Linked DNA regions of Mus musculus: region 1 is linked to region 2. A link is a contact called in public promoter capture Hi-C data. All regions are on one chromosome and are shown on one strand. Each heading gives the region's core, a stretch centred on a gene start, on an enhancer-like site or on the middle of the called end of the contact. The rest is flanking DNA. Distances are from core to core; before and after follow the strand shown.

The links. Capture Hi-C pulls out chosen DNA fragments and counts their contacts.
Region 1: a promoter capture Hi-C map of pancreatic islet shows a contact between it and region 2. The contact joins the promoter of Chpf2 here to the promoter of Nos3 in region 2. A contact is called at or near these places in 1 of 39 promoter capture datasets (stem cell-derived epiblast-like cells), 4 of 484 Hi-C or Micro-C datasets (embryonic stem cells and regulatory T cells), 1 of 115 datasets of contacts at active chromatin or transcription factors (embryonic stem cells) and 3 of 9 other capture datasets (adipose tissue, liver and pancreatic islet).

Annotation. Positions count from the first base shown.
Region 1 is chr5:24,585,441-24,588,165 of GRCm38.p6, reverse strand. Chpf2 (chondroitin polymerizing factor 2) reads right to left here and starts at 1,416. Exons shown (of 4, transcript NM_133913.2): 1 at 1-1,416. The coding sequence starts at 128.
Region 2 is chr5:24,363,407-24,366,225 of GRCm38.p6, reverse strand. Nos3 (nitric oxide synthase 3, endothelial cell) reads right to left here and starts at 1,407. Exons shown (of 26, transcript NM_008713.4): 1 at 1,225-1,407. The coding sequence starts at 1,388.

The DNA.
Region 1 (2,725 bases), core at 167-2,666, 220 kb before region 2:
ACACAGGGATCTTCTCCCTCACCCTGGATCCAGGAAACCCGCAGGAGGCTCAGGCTGCATCCCAGAGACAGTCCTAGGATGAGGGGGAGCACTGGCCGCAGCAGAGCCAGCAGGGAGCTCAGTCGCATGGTGGCAGGCCCTGACACAGGGCGCCCCAGGGGCACAGTCTCAAGGATGAGTAGGTTGATGGGCCACAGGCCAGCAGTAGCCCACGGTTTTACCCAGAGAACCCGGAGTCAACGAGGTCAGCAACAGAAAAAGGAGCCCAGCATCCCCACCAAGTCTTCCCAACCCTATGTCTGGTCTTCAGTGGCCATGGTGCTGATACCCTCAGTAAAATACTAATGTCTATGTGAGCAATGCCACTCCCTACGGGGATTGCAGTCTGTAGTCCAGGAAAAAGAAAAAAGAAAGTGCAGTCCTGCCAAACCTAACCCCAGAAGGTCTACAGCCATTTGAAACATGGGCCTAATTCAAGTCAGCAGCACCCAGTGACACAGAGCTTAGGGCAAAGTGCATGCGCCATTCCAACAACAGTCTGACCAAAAGGGCCTGCCTCAGACACCCTGTGCCATGCTGAAGCTATCCTGGCCCACTATGTCTCCTCAGGCCCCAGAGGAACTGCTGATCTGCCGCTGCTGCAGGCAAGCACTAGAGAAGGGGTCAGCACCTCCTTCCACCCCGCTCCTGAGTGTCAAAGAGAGCCACAGACTCTAGAAATCCCCTCCTTGTCAGATAAGATCACCAGCTATGAATGGTGCCCACCCACCTACCCACCCAAATGAGGTGAGCAGTCACAGTGACTCAGCACAGCTGGCCTCTCATAGGAGCGCAATGGCTGATGGAGCCATTTTGCTAGCCATCCTACTCGTCCTGCAAAGCTATGCTGCCCACATATCTAAGAACAGCAGGAGACAAATTACAGACACTCTTGCTGTGGCTAGAGGTTATCAAACAAAGCCAAATAAAGCAAAAGCAAGCCGGGAGACAGCAGCAGTTAGAGAAACGCGGGGGTCTGGGAAGGCCAGCAGAGGCTCACCACCTTCCAACAGGGCACCTTCCAATAGGGCGCCAGTCAGTGCCCTATTATTCCCTTGGCGACCACAGCACCGTGCCAGCCCCCAGAAGAAGGGACAGAGCGAGTCCTAGCCGGCCGTCTGGAGACAGAAATTAATCGCCTACGTCCCACGACTGCAGAAAAGGCCTTGCGTCCAGCTGGTTTGCTCTGCGAACTTGGGCGGTGGAGGGGAGCTCGCGGCGGACAGCAGGACCGAGCGGGTTCTCAGGTCCTGCCGGGCAGGGGAACAGGAACACCCAAGCCCCACGGCAGACGGAGCCGCCTCGCGGGTGAGCCCACCCTGTGGCGGGCCGAGGAGCTCCGCTTTGCTGCCGCTGCCACCTCACAAGCCAGCCCTCGGCTTCCTCTTCCGCTGCCTGTCAGTCTCCCGTCTCTATGGTGACCGCATCCGGCCCCTCGCTCCTTACAGTCGCTCTCTATGGTTGCTGCTGCACCTCTGGATTCCAACGCCCTGGCTCCTAGCGCCACGGTGAGTGAATCCCGTCTGCACAGAGACGCTCCCCAATTCATCTCAACCCTGTTAGCGCTAAAGAAAGATGCCCTCCCCTTTTCTGAGCACGCTTCAACTAAACCGGCCGCGCAACACCAGCGCCTATTTAGCGGCTCAAGAAATGTTTCTCTACTAAATTTTCAACTCTACTAGGTAAAAGGATGAGGGACATGTGACCAGGAACGAACAGACCTGGGCTAACCTAGAACTCAGTAGTTTTAAGGCGGTGAGAATCGCTTGAAGCAAGCCATGGATACTAACACACTCTGGTGTCTCAAGGCAGAAAAGTACGGAATTAAGCACCAGTCAGGTGACTCACCATGTGAAGGTGGTTGCCACCGAGACTGATAATCTGAGTTCTATGTCTGGTGAAAAGAGAAAACTGACTCCATCAAGTTGTCTTCTGATACCACACTATTGTTAAAGGTGTGTACCACACCTTCCCTATGCTACATCTGTAAGAAACAACTCACTTGGACGGAAGGAAGATTGTCAGGCTTCGGATGTACAAAGCTACCACTTTGGAGAACTTTTACCATTTATAAATGTATGTCAGTGTTCAGAATACATTTGTACTGTCACATTCATGACAATCTCTCTCTCTCTCTCTCTCTCTCTCTCTCTCTCTCTCTCTCCCTCTCTCTCTGTCTCTCTCTCTCTCGTTTTTCGAGGCAAGGTTTCTCTGTATAGCCCTGGATGTCCTAGAACTCACTTTGTAGACCAGGCTGGCCTCAAACTCAGAAAACCACCTGCCTCTGCCTCCCAAGTGCTGGGATTAAAGGTGTGTGCCACCCCACCCGGCTATTGCTTTATTTTTGACATTGGGTCTGGCCATCTGACTTTGACCTTAAACTCACAGATCCACCTGCTCCTGCCTTTCAGTGCTGGGATCACGATCATGTACCAACACACCTGACTATAGCCACAATTATTAAACTAAAAGAAGCAGGTGGAATTAACTTAATATTTTATCGTATTAGGTATAAATATATTTAATAAACACACATATTAGGTATAAAATATTTAATATTTTATGGTATTAGGTATAAATAAAATATCAATTCAACATATAAGCAATATGAAAAGCTACTGTACTGATGTTTTACATTTTTCCATATGCAAACTGAAATCCTAGCCATGTTTTACGGTTATAACGT
Region 2 (2,819 bases), core at 158-2,657:
AATAAATAAATAAAAAATAAAAAGCGAGAGCTTGCTCTTTGGCCTCCTTGCTTGGTCTGGGTGCTCACCTCGGAATGCCCTTGCCTCACCTGAGATGGTGCATGACGACCCATCAGAGCAGGTGGTTGTGCCATGCTCATAGCTGTTCCAGTTTCTGGACCATGAGTGAAATAACCTCTTGGGTGTGTGCTGGGGGGTTGTTGAAACAGGCCTGGCTGGTCTCAAGGTCTGTCTAGCTGAGGATGGCTAGAATCTTCCTGCCTCCACCTCCCAACTGCTGGGATTATAGTTATACTTCACCACAGTGGCCCCTAGGCCACCATTCTTCATGCTACTCCATCTTAAGGATCAGATTTGGGCAACTGGAAATGGAGTAGCCGCTGCCCAGCTTTAGGGCCGAGCTGAGGGAAGCCCCCTGCAGGGATTCCTCTGCTCTGATTTTACTCCCACTCCCAGCCCTCTTGACAGCAGCCCTAGTGTGAAGGGAAGCCCTGAAGCCTTATCACTTCCTCCCAGAACCGCCTGCCTGTGCAGGAGGAAGGGAGGGACTTGGGGCCCTGAGCCGCAGCACTGGACCCTCAGGCTTGGCAGGAGCCCCTTGGCCTGAACCCACTGGAATTTTTCATTTTCTTCTCTTCAGGGATGTTTTTGAGGGCTAGGGCTGCAGGTCTGTCTGCGGCTCAGGGCAGAAGGAGGGAATCCTTAAGCAGGAGAGGAACCTAGCAGCTTTGCCTTGGCCCCCCGACCCAAGAGTTTGCATCTCAGGCCCCAGATCTCTGCTGTTCTTTGAAACCCCACACATAGTGTGCCCGTCCCCTGCCCCTGTCTTCTCCAGTTAAGTAGCTATTACTACTGTTTGTAGAGGCTTCCATTAAACTGGAAACTTACAGCCCCAAGAGGTGAGTGCTGCGGAGTCCACCTTTTATCCACACAGAGGCTCAGGGAGGTTAAGTAACTTGTCTGAGGTTGACCAGTTCTTGACATGGACCAACACTCAAACTCTGGCCCAGTTCTGTCGCAGCCTCTTGTCTCCTCTTACCCAATACCTGATGGCCTCGCTCCCGGCCTCTCCTCAGCCATGCCATCTCGCTCTGTTCTGTTCACATTAGGAGCTTTTGGCATCGGTAGCCTGGTCCTTCTGGCTCTTCCCAGAGCCAGGCCTCAGTCCTCCATACAACCCCTTTACTCATAGATCTTACCTGCGCATAGCCACGTGCCCCTCACCTGTGGTCTGGTGCTGGTCGGGTTGGGGACGGGGGTGCTGGCGCCTGGCTAGGCTCCGGTGCTGGAGAGGCTGGGCCCTGCTTGCCGCACAGCCCTAAACCCAGCCCGAGCCCTAGGCCACAGGGTGGCCCAGGCTCCTGGCCCACACTCTTCAAGTTGCCCATGCCAGCTGACCTCAACTCTGCCGACTGCTCAGCAGAGTCCTGGCCTTTTCCTTAGGAAGCAGGGAGGGGGGTGGTGGGAGGGGGCTCTCAGATGCTGGCCTTCGCCCCGCCCCTGTCCCACACACAATGGGACAGGAACAAGGCCGGCAGGGAGGCTCTAAAACCTCGGCTTCATGCCCGCTGACCCAGAGGGTGGGAGGCCGGACGCCTGGGTTCCGCCATGAGGGCTAGAGCTGATAAGTGGGAACCCAGGTGTCCGTTGGAGACCGGGGAATGGTGGGTTGTCTGCTAGAGGGTGGGAAAGATGCTTTGATGGTGCTAGGCTACAGTGGGAGGGCTTTGAGCACTGGATGAGTACCAGAGCAACGGAATATCATATTCCTGTGACCACAGAGATCTCAAGGTTCACCCTTGCTCCTCTCCTATCTCAGAGTCCTTTGGGAACTTGGGGACACGGGTTCAGCAAGGATGCAGTGACATTTTGTCCTTGTTCCTGGTTTTAGGGTATCATCTCAATTTCCTGAACCCACACCCCATGACTCAAATGGGGACACAAAGGAGCAGGAAGCTGCCATCCAGGGCCTCCCCCTCCAATCCTGTCAAGTGTCCTGTTTCCCTGGGGCAGCAGGTCAGTGGAGAGACCTAGCCACCAGGGCAGAGGCAGATGGCCCACAGAGGAGATTTTGGGGGTAGAGGGAGTGGACACTGAGCGTGGACTAGGCAAACTACAATTCCCAGAGTGCAGGGAGATCCATACCAGCACGTTTTGGGCACCTTAGGCAGCCATGCGTGTTGGAGTTTATAGTTCTGTACTATCTGCAGCTGACAGAAAGCGAGGAGCTAGGTATTTGGGTGTAGAGGATTGGGAACCTTGTGAGTTTGAGACCTCAGAGGCCCCTCAAAAAAGAAACTAAGAGAAAAACAAAACAAAACAAAACCCCCAGAAATTTAGAGACAGGGAGAGGCAGCGACTGGGAGAGGCAGACAGGCAGACAAACAAACATGCAGATTTGTGTTGGCTGGACTCTGGAAAAGCAGGGGAGGGAAAGATTGGGGTGGGCCTGGGTGGGGGACTGGCAGGAATGGCCGGAAGGAATGGGCCGTGCTGATCTTTGGGGTCACTAAAAAGGTGGGGTCCACTAGTTTGGGGCAGGGCAGGTAGAGGTGAAGGGGCCTCACAAGTAGGGAGCCACCTATCCTTGGATATGAGTGCTCTGGGCTCCCTGGGTGACTGGTGGGGGCTGGGAACAGAGGGTCAGCAGGTGGCTCTTACTCACACCAGTTTTCTTTCAGGTGCCTGGCCTTGAGACCCCCTGCCTGTCCCTACTGACTTAAATCTTTGGGAGAGGGAGGCAGGAGATGGAATCTAGCCCCTATTTCTGGATATTTAATCTTTACAGAACCTTGGATGGACCAGTTCCACCTGGTTAT